3 separate regions of the Mus musculus genome follow, and all the other regions are linked to region 2. The links are chromatin contacts, called in public promoter capture Hi-C maps. All regions are on one chromosome and are shown on one strand. Each heading gives the region's core, a stretch centred on a gene start, on an enhancer-like site or on the middle of the called end of the contact. The rest is flanking DNA. Distances are from core to core; before and after follow the strand shown.

Region 1 (4,613 bases), core at 1,203-3,702, 1.1 Mb after region 2:
AGTAAGTGTTAGCTCAAGGAAATGATTTTAATAACTTGTGTCCAAAATGGCATGAATTGTAAGGAGAGAAACTGGCTAAGAAGCAGTAGGGGAAAGGTCTGTAACAAACACAGATTGTTGTCACACAGTCCAAAAGAAAGAACAGTTGACAGATCAGGCTGCTCAGGCTTACAAAGTTATTCAAATTACAAAAGAACCAATTAAAATACAAAGCTAACACGCTGCACAAGTTCCGAGTGTAAGTTCACAGGCAGGTCTGGCTCACTGATCGCTACCAACAAAGCATTGCTAGTTCTGTGCTTATAAAAACAAAAACAAAAAAGGAATGAATTCTGTTTTCCAGAGAAATGTCAACTCTGATTTTTTTTCCTTTCAGGAGGAAGATCTGGTTTGATTTTAAATCTCATTACTGATCAACTTGCTCTAAAATCTGTAAACTACAATGTCCAGAGATCAACTGTTCAGGACGCTATCAAAAAAACGACCTGCCAACCAGCGCCAACATTTTTGTCAGCTGCTTTACCGGTTTGGCAGCCTCTAGCTTCAATCTCAAAAACTTTACCGAAATATTCTTCAAACCAAGAAGAGTATCTTTTTTCGTTTGTTCGGTTGGTTGGTTTGGTTTTTTGAGACAGGGTTTCTCTGTGTAGCCCTGGCTGTTCTGGAACTCACTCTGTAGACCCAGGCTGGCCTTGAACTCACAGAGATGCTCCTGCCTCTGCCTCTGGAGTGCTGGCATTAAAGGTGTGTGCTGCCAAGGAGAGTATCTAAAAGACTCCATCACATTGCAACACTGAGTCCTGAGAAAATTGCATGCAAAGTCTTAAAATAACCAGTTGAATAACAGTGATGAGGTAAAATGAGTCGTTAGGTTTTTAAATGTTTTACAGGAAGCTTTAGGCTTTTAACTGAGCAACCCCCACCCCCAAAAAAAATTGGCAATGGTTTGCATTCTCTATCATCTTAACCAAAAAAAAAACAAAAAAAAACAAAAAAAACAAAATCTTACAGACCATGAATCAAAAATAGCTTTACACAAACAAGAGCAAAATTGTAGGTTTTGCTGAGGCCATCCGCCACTTAATTTAACCCCACTCCGTCTACAGCAGGAAGCCATGCTGCTGTTTTCATCAGTTACTAGGAAACAAGATAAAGAGCGGACTGGGGCAACGGAGTCTACATTTGAAACTCTTGTTTGTGGCTGCACTACACTACTGAGAATTCTCAAAGTGTCACCAAAGAGACAAGAATGCGCATCTTATGAGTATCCACAACTGAGTCACTGGTTATGTAGAGAAAAGATTCACTTACTGGAGCTTGCCCCCACCCCCTCTCCGGCTTCCCGTTCCAGTACCCATTCCCAAACAGGAAAGAAAACGCGCCCAGCATAAACACACAGGCCATTGCTCACGGTTCGTCACCACAACAAACTGGAGGTTAGACCAACGCTCCTAGAGACCAAGTTTTTAGGTCTCGGTTGCCAAGCACAAAAGGGGGACGCTGCCCTACAGAGCTGTTTATAGTGTGGGTCCTACCCAAAGGCTTTTGGTTGTTTCCATCTTTTAATGTTTTGGATTTTGTTGTTCTTGGCTTTAAAGGCGACGACGGACTGCAAAAGTTTAGACCTCTAGCTTTGCCTTGCAGAGATAAACATATAGGTGGGCTGGTCCCCACACAGCGTTACCACCATCACAAATTACATACTCAAAGACTACAGAACATGAACCAAGAGAACAGAAAAGCTTCCATACCAGCCCGACCACCACGATTTACTCTAGATGCGGTTTCCCGGTCCCCAAAGGCACCAATACGCCCAAACTACAGCTACAGGGAGTGGGGTGACATGCACACGCACAAGCACAAGAACCTGCCACCGCAGTCCGCGGTTGGGGTGGAGATCTGTACGGTGGGGAGATGCCAGACGGACCCCTGTCACCTGAGGACAACACGATCTGGAGGGAAAGGCAGGAGGCAGGGGGAGCTGCCCATTTTCTCCGGCACGCAGTCGCGCCTGGCCGCTCGCGACCAGGCGCCTAGGGCCGCGCGGGGCCTGGCGAGAGAGGCACCCCAAGCAAGCCGGCTACCCAAGGGAGTCTGCGGCTCGCTCCGTCCCACCTCGGGGCGCCGACTCCCAAAGTCCACGACCCCAGCCCCTCGCCGAGCCTGACTCACCGCCGGTGTGTGTAGTTCTCAGCCTCGAGTCGGGGCCGCCGCGAGGAGGCGGCGGAGGAGAGGCGATCCGGGGCCCCGCAGCCGGGTCATCATACCCCCCGCACGAGCCGGCCCCGGCCCCGGCCCCCGCCCCCCGGAGCCGTCCCCGCGCCCGTCCTGCGGCCGGAGCCTCGCCAGCCTCCCGCCTGCCCTGCCACCCGGCCCCTTCCCGCCGCCGCCGCCTCAGCGCCGAGCGCTCCCGCCTCGGCCTCCCCTGCGGTCCGGGGCCACGGCCCGGCCCTTCGCTCCGCAGCCGCCGTTGTCACCAGACCCGACAAGTGGAGCCCCGAGCGACCGCCTCCATCCCGCCGGCCCCGCCTCGCCGGAACCATTCAGCCACCTAGCGCCATGACACCTACTGAGGCGGAAGTGCGGAGGAGCGGGAGGGCTGAGATCACTGCATCTTGCCCCGGGCCGCGGGTGTGGGTGGGCCTCCGTGGGGAGCCAGCGTGGACAGTGTGTGGGGACCGGTTTCCCAGTCCTCTCCGCACAGCAGTCTCCGAGGTCGTTTAACCGGCGTTTGGTGGCGGTCGGGTTTCTTACAGTTAGATGTCATCTCAGCTAGTGTGACATCACCCCAAACCAGTGTGATTTTCCCCCAACATCCCAATCACATCCCAGCGATTGGGCAGCGCAGGGAGACATTGACTACCTGGGGATGACTCTGAGGGTTTAGAATTCTCAGTTTTTACTTAAATTGTTTGCTGCCATGTCGATTTCAGGGCAGCATAAGGGATTTAGATGCCTCCCTGTGCTGAAGCGCTCCCACCGTAGAATCTGTTAGGAAATAAAATATCCGAACTCAGCTCCTCCATGCATGCAGTAAACAAAAATTGTCTTACCTCCACGAAGGGTAGAAAGGCGGTGGATTCCGGAAAGTGGACCTGGCATAATGTTTAAGAAAAATGACCCTGAAAACTAGGTTATCTTAGTAGACAGTTGCCAACTCAGCCTCAAGAGATTCTGTGGGACTTGATATGCCTTCCGCGCTGTAAAATGTTGGTTCTTAAAATGAGAAACATTTCTTGGAGTCGAGTATTTATAAGAGTAAGGTAGGATGGTACGTGCCTTTAAACCCAGGATTCATGCCTTTAAACCCAAGATTCTGGAAGGAGAGGCAGATGGATCTCTTGTGAGTTTGTCAACTTGATCTACATAGAGAGGCCCTACCTAAAAGAAAGAGGAGTGCCGGGCAGTGGTGGCGCACGCCTTTAATCCCAGCACTTGGGAGGCAGAGACAGGCGGGATTTCTGAGTTCGAGGCCAGCCTGGTCTACAGAGTGAGTTCCAGGACAGCCAGGGCTACACAGAGAAACCCTGTCTCTGAAAACCAAAAAAAAAAAAAAAAAAAAAAAAGAAAGAGGAGGAGATGGAAAATGTGTTCTTTCTTACAAGAACAGTCTGAACCCCTAACTGACTATCCACCACCATAGATTTTTACCTGTGTCCTGTGAGCAGAGAGCAGGTCTAGGAGAGGCCTTTCTATCAGTTATATTTTTCAGTCCTCACTCATACATCCATGATTTCTTTGGATCTTCACCTAACAAAATGTTTTCTAGGCTATCCTATCATACCTTTTAAGGAAAGTCGTTTGAGTTTCTCCTCTTAACATTGGGAATGGGGAGGAAGTTCATTTCCCTGGAGAGCCAGGGTTAGCAAAATGTTCAATCCCACAGGACAGATTCCCTTGCATATTTTCACAGAAACTTCCTTTCTTGAGTGTTTAGAGAACATAAAGTCCTCATGTTGGGCTGGCCCTGGAAATACCAAGACACAGAATGAATGAACATGCCTGCTTAGATAGCCAAGAAAAAGGCCTGGTGTTAAACAGATCTGCTTAACAAACAAGCTTTAGTTATGAATTGCTCATTTTGCCCTACCTCACCAGAACTCTATGACTGGCTTTTCATTTACTCTCAAGTTATGTCTCTTTTGTGTTTGAAAACATCTCAGATGTTACATGTCAGAGCCTTTCCTGATTGACTCCTGCATTCTCACTCAGCCCTGTCACCTACCTGTTTATTTGTACCAGCTCTTCATATAATTAGTCTCTGTTTTCGTTGTTCTTGACTTGTTTTTTTTTTTTTTCAATCTGTCTCAGTCTTCAGGGAATGTTTAAAAGTGTAGTATTTTTTTCCTCTCTAATGTCATTCACTCATTCGTCCAACAAACTGCTTTATGCCAGACACTCCCTAGATACCAGTTCAGATGAAAGATGAGTAGGATGTAGTCTTCTCCCCCCCCCCCAGAGTTTTCAATCCAGTGAGGAAAAATGCCACACAAATATACATGACTTGAATAATGGAGTCAGAGAAGACCATCAGAGAAGAAAATATCTAAGCATGTTTCAGTCAACAAAGCTTCAAAGTTTAGTGCTGCATAGTCTGTTTTCCATTCAACAAA
Region 2 (4,160 bases), core at 256-2,755:
GCAGTCTCTTGCCCAGCTCCTAGCCCACCCACCTCACCTTGTTCCAAAAATTTGCTTACAGATCTGTGCCCTCCAGTAAAGATGTGATAGCAAGCCTGGCATTCTTCTGGTGTCCCCAGGGCTTGCTACTATGCCTGGCCTATAATTGGCACTTAGAGTGTTGCTAAATTAATGCACAAGCTCCCTGATTTTACACTTTCCTGTCTCCCCCGTGCCGTCTGACACCACATATTGTAGACACTTAGTCAACTGAAGTGAATGCCCGATTCTTCACCAGTCGCCTAGCTTAATAAAAACAAAGCAAAACAGAACTCGCTCCCTTTCCCTGATCTACACATCTCAGTCTAGACCCTAAGAATCTGGACTTCTTTCAAGGCCCCCGATCTATCAAACCTAGCAGGATGTGAGTGAGAGGTCTGACTCCCTTTCCCTGATCTGGTGGGCTGGACTGGGCAGGGTGGGAAGCAGTGTCAGGGCCCAGGGCCTCCGCCTGGCGCGCCTACTCCCAGTTCTTGCCTATTAAGGTAACAGTCCTCTAGGAACGCAGCGGCAGGAGGGAGGGTCCCCAGCAGCGGCCTCCGCCCGCGGCCTGGGCGCTTGCAGGACTCTGCTTAACTGCAGCCCTGGACACTCTGCCTGGCGCCTCACCACAGAGTCTCTACCGGCTTCACCGATCCTATTAGCTTTACCATCTGAAGTCACCTCCCTAGGTTTCCATAGACACGCAGGATAACTTCAACCATCATCGAGGGCCTCAAGGGAGTCTGGGCACCCGGCACTGATTAAATGGACCCCGCGTTCCGGGTGGGCGCACATATGCTCGGATAGCTACAGGAGCCCAAGCCCACCAGCGTGGACGAAGGTGGTGCTACCTCCAAGGGCCGGAGCGGGTGCGTGGGACCGGGATCTCCACCCCAGGGCGCCCCAGCCACAGCCAGCTGGCCGCTCGCGACCAAATCCCCGCCCGCAGACCACGCCCACAGGTCACGCCCCTCCCAACCCGCCCCGCCCCTCCACCGGCGCCCGCCGCTCCCGGGGCTCGGCGCGGGCCTGGGGAATCGGGAGCCCGCCGCCGGGGTCGCAGCATGGGGCGTTTTCGCGGGGGCCTGCGGTGCATCAAGTATCTGCTGCTCGGCTTCAACCTGCTGTTCTGGGTGAGACCCGAACCGGCGGGCCGGTTAGGGGGCCAGGGTCCCCGGGGAGGTGACCGCAATAGAGTTGGGCCATAGGAGAGGGCAGGATGTTCAGAGGCGCTAAGCAGACAAAGAGGGAGGGGACATATGGAGGGGGATAGGACATAGAGAAGCTTGAGCTACCAGAGGTGATGAGAAGAGGAGACACGGTGCGATGCTCCCCCGAAAGAAGCCATCATCTTCGGCGGCATCGCCCGGCGGGTGGCGCCAGGTGCGGGGATCTAGCGGGCCCCAATATTCCGAGGGCTGGGGGCCTGGCGGCCCGTGCTCCCTGCATCCTGCTGTGTACACACACCCACTTCTCGCGCTGCCTTCTCTGGGGAACCCGGCGGCCGGGCCAAGGCTCTGGGAGGGAAATCCCTACCGTAGGGCTGCCTGGGGTGGCGCCCCAACCAAGAGTGTGCGGACACGCCGCCTGGCTCTGGTGGTTTGTTGGGAAAATAACGGACAGTAGAGAAAATTGAAAGAGTGGGGAAGATCGTCCTTTTCTTGGGCATTGGCGGGGGGGGGGGTCTTCTGGGTGGGCAGTGGTGGGTGCTCTTTTACGAGGGGTTGGAAAATGGAGGGATTTTGGAAGAGCAGCAACATCCCCCTAGGGTCCCTGCGTACAACCAGTACTCTTGAAATGATCTCATTCAACTTTGCAGGGTGGTGTAGACCTGGCAGCATTCCCTGGGTAGAGATGCATAGAGACAGCCAGAGAGAGTGCCATGGCCCCAGTCTACTGTGTTAGCAGGGCATAGTTAGAGGTGTACCATCCCTGGAATACTCTCTCCCGAGCCCTGGAAAACGGTCAGAGGCCCATTCTGCACAGTCCCTATTGGCCTTCCAGTAACAGAATGCCAGCCAGTGTAGCTGCTCAGATAGACCCTGAGGGAAGACACGAGTCTCGCTTCAGGGGATGTGGGTAACTGCAGGAGCAGAGATGCTTTGGGATGCTTTGAAACCACTGGACTGGCCGCGATGGTTGTCCCATCTGCTCTGAGGAGGCTGGATGGACGATAAGTAATAAATTATTGAACGATGGGCCTCACTTGTGACTACCAACCCATCAGCCCTGAAGCCTGGGTGACTCCAGCAACTCTAAGCTCTTCAGAGACTGCGTGGCCATGACCAACACTGGCTAGCAATGGACAGTCTGGAGGCAGTACCTGGGGACATCCCCTGTATTTTAAAAATACATATAGACTTTGTACAACTTGGCTTTTACACCCATCACACTCCAGGAAGAAGACTTTCTGAGCGCCCTTGTGCTGTATTGTTTGTTTGTTTGTTTGTTTGTTTGTTTGTTTATAAGTCTGGCTTAATTTCGAAGGCTGTTAATTATAGGTGCCATGTTGCAGTGACACCCGTTACTCTCACTGCTTACAACATACTTTGTGTGAGCCAGGGAGGGAAGTCTCTCAGGCTGGGTTTAGTGCTTATTTTGTGCCAGCTTCTCCAGACTTATCAAACCTTTGCAGTGGGTTAGGGACAGTGCGCATGTGCAAGCAGGGCATCCCCATCTTCATAGACGAAGACGTGGGGGATCAGATAGGTCCCACAGCTGTTGAGTGGCAGAGACAGGACTCAAAGGCTGCCTCCTCCATCTTCATCCTGTGGGAGGTTCAGTCACCCAGCTGTCCTCAGAATGTGGCTCCTGGGTCAACAGCATCAGGGCTCCCTGGGGAATTTTCAGAAACATATATTTTCACTCAGCCCGGCTCGCTGAATCAGACAGTGTTGGGGAGGAGCCCAGCAAGCTATTCTAGAAGGCATCCAGGTAATCTGAACCCACGGGCATGTTTCAGAATCACCATCAAACAACTACTAGATAGATGCTGTTCCCAAAGCTGCTACTACAGCTAAGAGAACAGCCCACAGAGAACAACAAAAACAAAGTAAGGCAGGGTGACCAAGTGACAAGCTTCACACCCGGGTCACAAGCGCAGGGATGAAGTAGCACTCCAGTGAAGTCTGAGTGCCTGTCACTGAGATTGGAGATGGCCTTTTCTATATGTGATCTAAGTACAGAGTTCAGAAAAGCAATCCCAGTACCAGCGAGGACCCTAAACAACTTCATCTGAGAGATATCGGAGCTCAACCTGGGAGAACGGAGGTGGGCAGAGGGAAGCCACCAGATGAGGAGCAGAGCAAAGGATTGTGAGCCATCCGAGAGGCAAAGCCAGGGGGGGTCTGAGGGCAGAGATCCAAAGCATGGTGTGCTTAGATGAGGGGGCTTGCCAGAGTCAGTGTGCTCTCCCTCCATGCCAGAGTCAGTGTGCTCTCCCTCCATGCCAGAGCCAGCGTGCTTTCCCTCCAGGATTGCCTTCCCATCTGTTCAATTAGATGGACAGAGTTGTGCTGAGGACGTGTGTGATGTATCCTAAGCCAGCCTTATATAGTAGGGGCTTGAAGTTATTTGTTATTCTTGTTATTAACTGTCTGGCATACAGGAAGTGTTCAGTAACTAGTATCTGTCTTTCTCCTGGTGTCCTGACTGTTGGCAAACAGTATCTGTGTATGCCAAGTGACTTGCATGTGACTTCTTTGGTGGACAGCTATACACTATCCTCTCAACTCAGACTTGGCTTTTTTCCCCCACTAACATTGCCCACTCCCTGAGAGCAGGGATTTTTTTTTCTGTTATTTTTACATTCATTTCCCTGGCCCCTAGAATGGTGCCCAACACAGGTACTGAGTAACTAACTCTCTATAGTGGATTAATGAATCCTCAGGTTAGATACCTGGATTTAAACAGCTTTCTTGACTTTCAGACATCAGCTGTCAACTTTATCAGGAGAGCTGACATGCCTGTGCCTGTTCATTGTGGAGATGTTGAACTTTGCTCTCATAGACTGAGTCCAGGAGAGCTAGGAGGACCCAGCGGCTCCCTGAGAGAAGGTGGGCCGTGGATGGGCAGCAGGTATACTCCGCTTTCCTGATAAAGTGAAGGGACAAACTGAACCTGAGAGCTACCAGCTTGGG
Region 3 (4,364 bases), core at 1,651-4,150, 1.8 Mb after region 2:
CCAGTGTCGTTCACAGAATGATCCCAGCAATAGGGAGGCAAAAATAGGAAAAGTAGAAGCTTAAGGACAGCCTGGACTACTTAGAAAGGCCTTGTCTCAAACAACAAAAAAATTGTTTCCTCTTCCATCTAGCTGTGAGCAAGCCAGTGCATGCTCCTTCTACCACAGAGTCTTCTTTTCTATAAGACTCCATCTCTTAGAGCATAAGCCAAAACTCCTCCCTTGAGTTGATATGTGTCAGATAATTGGTCACAGCAACAAGAAAAGGAACAGTGGTGGCCCATGCCTTTGACCCCAGCACTCAGGAGGCAGAGAAAGGCTGATCTCTGAGTTGGAAGCCAGTCTGATCTACAGAGTGAGTTCCAGGATAGACAGGACAATATAGAGAAACCCTATCTTGAAGAACCAAAAGAAAAAAAAAAGAGTAACTAACTAATATAAAAATTCCACACTAAGAAGTGAGGCTGTTGTTGCAATATGCTGATCATACTGTTCTGTGGCTCTTAGAACTGGTTTGCAAAAGGAAAATAGCAGAATTTTGAGTTATGGGTTAGAAAAGCCCTAGAATGTTAAGAAGTTAGTGAGCAATACATTGATGCCAAAATGCTGATAACAGTATAAGCAGTAGACTCTATGCTCATTAAGTTTCAGAGAACAAGGACTCTATAGGCAACCAAACTAGAGCCCATTCGAATGACACCCTGACAAAGAACATGGCTGCATTCTGCCTGTGATTTGGTATTTTTAGTGAAACTATATTCAAAATAATCGACTATAAGGGAATTTATTCTCCAAGGCATTTCACTTCAACTAAAAATGTCAATTTAATTTTTATTTCAATTTTCTGAATGCAAGCTGGGAATGGTGGGCAGCAGTCAGTAAGCTGAGGCAGGAGGATGGAGAGTTGCTTATCCTGAGCTACCTGGCAGTATCCCCTCTCAAAACACAAAAGGTAAAAAACAAAATAAATAAATAAATAAAATTAATAAATAAATAAATCCAAATGTCAGTTATCTTCTGGCAATTAGCATCTTTGGTAACATTACTATATACTTGCTAATGATTTTTTTCTTATTTTTTTCAGCACTAATGTTCAAACCCAACTTCATGCATACTAAACAAACACACTCAGCAAGTCTCACTGAAGGATCTTCAAAAGCAGGCCATGTTTACTTCAATTAGTTACATTAAGTCAGACTGTTTTTAAACCTATGTCAGATTCAGTCTATCATAATCAGGTAGCTGTCTCATCAATTTCTTCAAAAAAGGCACCTACTGTATAAAGAAGATGCTGTGCTTGGATTAATTCAGACTATGCTAAATGATAATACTAAAGTCTGAGTCAAACCAGAATAAGCCTCAGATATAACCACCACAAAATGACAGGAGCTGTATTACTATATTGCAATTCTATAGTAACTGTAGCAGTTACTAATTTTCTCAATGAATACAGGAATTAGCTTCTTTCCTATCTATGCTAACCTATAAATACGTTCTGCAAATGTATACTTAACCTCTGCAATACAGATGTTCTACCTGTATTCTTTTTCCATTAAGAACCTAACCAATCTTTGTATTTTAATTATATCACAAAACTATTTTTAGTGATAACTCTTTTTCAGAGGTAACTCTAGAAGTCAATTAATAAGCACGTTGATCAGTTAGTGGCAGAGACATAACTGTATGTTGGTGGCTAAGAAGTCTCATAATTGCAGCATTTAATACCTACTGTTCTATTTAATGCCTACTGACTCAGAGCAGTGAGCTCTCCAAATGCCACTAGCTAATACAAGTTTGTCAGGATTTAAAGTCAGAGCTAGAGAATCCACTCGATCACTGCACTGGATTCTCATACATAAACAAAGAGATCTGAAATGAAGGTTCTTTAACTCAAAGGAACATAGTGAAGACAAAGTATCGTGATTTGGGGAAAAAAAATCTTTCCCCTCTTTAAACTGACTACTAAAGAATAACTGCTCTTACAAAACATTAGAGATCAGCAATGATCTTCCTTAGGCATGCAGAGGTTTTCAACCCTATCAAGAACTCAAGTATCAAAACTGAAACATACAATGAGCCGATGGGAGAACTGGGGACAAAAGAGAGATCCTGTATCTTTGGGAGAGATCGTGTTTGCATCACGTGCCCAAGGACCAGTCAAGCTGGAATTTTAAAAAAAAAAAAAAAAAAAAATGATGCAGCCCAAAGAGGGCTTTGCACTTGGACCCGACCCACAGCCATCCAGAGTCTCAGCTGTGCTGCTCAGGACCCGTGAGTCCAACATTAAACATCTCCAGCCCGGAACGTCACAGACCCCAGATCTTAACCCCTATCTTCCCACGAGTACCGGGAAACCCTAACATTCAAAGTTCACAATCTCAATAAGGCAGCTCCCTTCCGAACTCGGTGGCGACCGCGCCCTGGGACCCTCTACTCACAGGCTGGAGATGTCGGAGGGCAGCGGGCCCGACAGTGCCCTCCAGCTGGGCGCGGGCAGCTTCCTGCGACTGCAGTCCAGCAGAGGAAGACGGCAGGCGCAGGGCGCCGGGCACAGGCCGGCTCGGGCAGCGGGCAGCAGCCGCAGCGCCTGCGCAAGGATGAGCAACCGTGCGAGGGGTCCCAACCCACAGCCCAGGCGCCGCTGCTCCCAGATGCCGCGGGGCGCGGCCGCCATCTTCCCCTGGCCGGGACCCGCTCGAGAACAGCAGCTAGCTCAGAGAGTCGGCTGAGGAGAGATGCCCGGAGGCTAAACCGCCACCCGGAGCCCGGGCTGTCACTTGTCCCCTCTCAGAGCGGGCGAGAGGAGGAAACGACGCTACCGCAGGGGAGGGGGCGGCGGTCGGGGGCGTAGAGCTGAAACCCTGACAGACACCGCTCGTCCGCCCCGCCCCGCGACGCAACGTACTCACGCTCAGCAGCCAGCCAATCGGAGCCCCGGGATGAGGTTGCGTCGGAAATTGGGTTCTGAGAGAGGCGAGGCCTACGATTGCCCCGCCCCCTAGGAGGCGAGCATTACAGCGGCCCTTTCTCCTTTTCCGAGCTGCTTCTGCAGTTCTGCAGCTATTCCTCCGCTTGTGGGCGCACTAGGGCCTTGAAATAGAATGGAAAAAGCGAAACCCGAAACGCCAAATCCTCACTGCGGTTGATCTGCAGTAGTAGTGAAAAAAGACCTATTCTGTAGGCTCCTGCAGAAGGGAATGGCACAAGGGCTGCATGCCAAGCAGCAGCTGCAAATAAGTGCGCGATCTAAACCTAACTTCGACCACATCAGTCTCCGGAGCCCAACCAGGGCGGCCTCTGCGGCCGAACTCCCTGCCCTGAAAAAATGTGGCAGTTGGTTCTCCCGGAGCATGGCACGCTGTCACTGTGAAAGGACTTCAAGTTCCCATTGGCAGAGGCGCTATTTAGTCAGTACACCTCCGGCTTCTACAGTAGCCTGGAGTTCAATAATTGTCTCTAAAGAAAATTCTTTCCTCGATTTGGGAAAATATTGTTTCATCTTCAGAAGAACAAGTGGGACAAATAGATAAAACGTTGGTTTGAGGATGTGGGTTTTCTGGTTTCTGTTTGAGGTTTTTGAGCAATCAACAAAGTTAAGAAGACTGGAAGGAAATTATCCTGAAGTAAAAAGACTTACTGGGAACAGCGGAATCTAGCTACCTTGTGATCTCTCCGCTGTGTGTTACCTACAAAATGAGTAAAAATGAAAATATCAGTAATGGTTCACTGACATATAGTGTCTATACTTTTCAAAGACTTTGCAAGCCAGGTGTGGACCAGCACGCCTGCAGTCTGAGCACTCCTTGGGAATTTGAGGCAGGAGAACCCAAGTCCCAGTTCAGCCTCATCTGCATAGTATGCTTTGTATGAAAGAAGAGGAGAAACGAAAAACAGGGTGGGTAAGATGCTTCATCAATAATAGCTTTGCCACCAAGTGTATCAACCTAAGTTGAATTCGCAGACCCCACATGGTAGAATGAGACAACTGACTCCTGCAAGTCCCTGTCCTCTGATCACCATATGCACCCTGTGGCACTTACACACACACACACACACACACACACACACACACACACACACACACCATTTCCATCCATGTCATGCCTTTGGGTTAAAATTACTTTTCTGACTGTCCTCGTGTGCTTGTCTACTGCAGAGGACTTTTAGAAAGGTGTCTCCTTCAGCTTCTTCTCCCTTCTTCTCCCAGTAAACATGACCATGAAAACTAACAGCAACTACTATTTATTACCATTGAAGCAAAATGTGAAGCCAGAAAAGTGATAGAGATATTGGACTTCATCAAAAATGTACACTTCGGGGACAGCAGAGATGGCTTAGCTGTTCAGTAAACACACAATGCTCCT

Evidence for each region. Promoter capture Hi-C pulls out the DNA fragments that hold promoters and counts their contacts. Capture Hi-C pulls out chosen DNA fragments and counts their contacts.
Region 1: a promoter capture Hi-C map of pre-B cells shows a contact between it and region 2, with 2.6 times the contacts expected there. The contact joins the promoter of Hipk1 here to the promoter of Tspan2os in region 2. A contact is called at or near these places in 2 of 39 promoter capture datasets (the SN4741 cell line and pre-B cells) and 1 of 115 datasets of contacts at active chromatin or transcription factors (pancreatic cancer cells).
Region 3: a promoter capture Hi-C map of adipose tissue shows a contact between it and region 2, with 3 times the contacts expected there. The contact joins the promoter of Lrig2 here to the promoter of Tspan2os in region 2. A contact is called at or near these places in 1 of 39 promoter capture datasets (pre-B cells) and 1 of 9 other capture datasets (adipose tissue).

The regions. Positions count from the first base shown.
Region 1 is chr3:103,788,823-103,793,435 of GRCm38.p6, forward strand. It overlaps Hipk1 (homeodomain interacting protein kinase 1), which reads right to left and starts at 2,453. Exons shown (of 16, transcript NM_010432.2): 1 at 2,173-2,453.
Region 2 is chr3:102,733,912-102,738,071 of GRCm38.p6, forward strand. Tspan2os (tetraspanin 2, opposite strand) reads right to left here and starts at 1,506. Exons shown (of 4, transcript NR_040588.1): 1 at 1,317-1,506. It overlaps Tspan2 (tetraspanin 2), which reads left to right and starts at 859. Exons shown (of 8, transcript NM_027533.3): 1 at 859-1,154. The coding sequence starts at 1,086.
Region 3 is chr3:104,509,018-104,513,381 of GRCm38.p6, forward strand. It overlaps Lrig2 (leucine-rich repeats and immunoglobulin-like domains 2), which reads right to left and starts at 2,901. Exons shown (of 18, transcript NM_001025067.2): 1 at 2,439-2,901. The coding sequence starts at 2,674.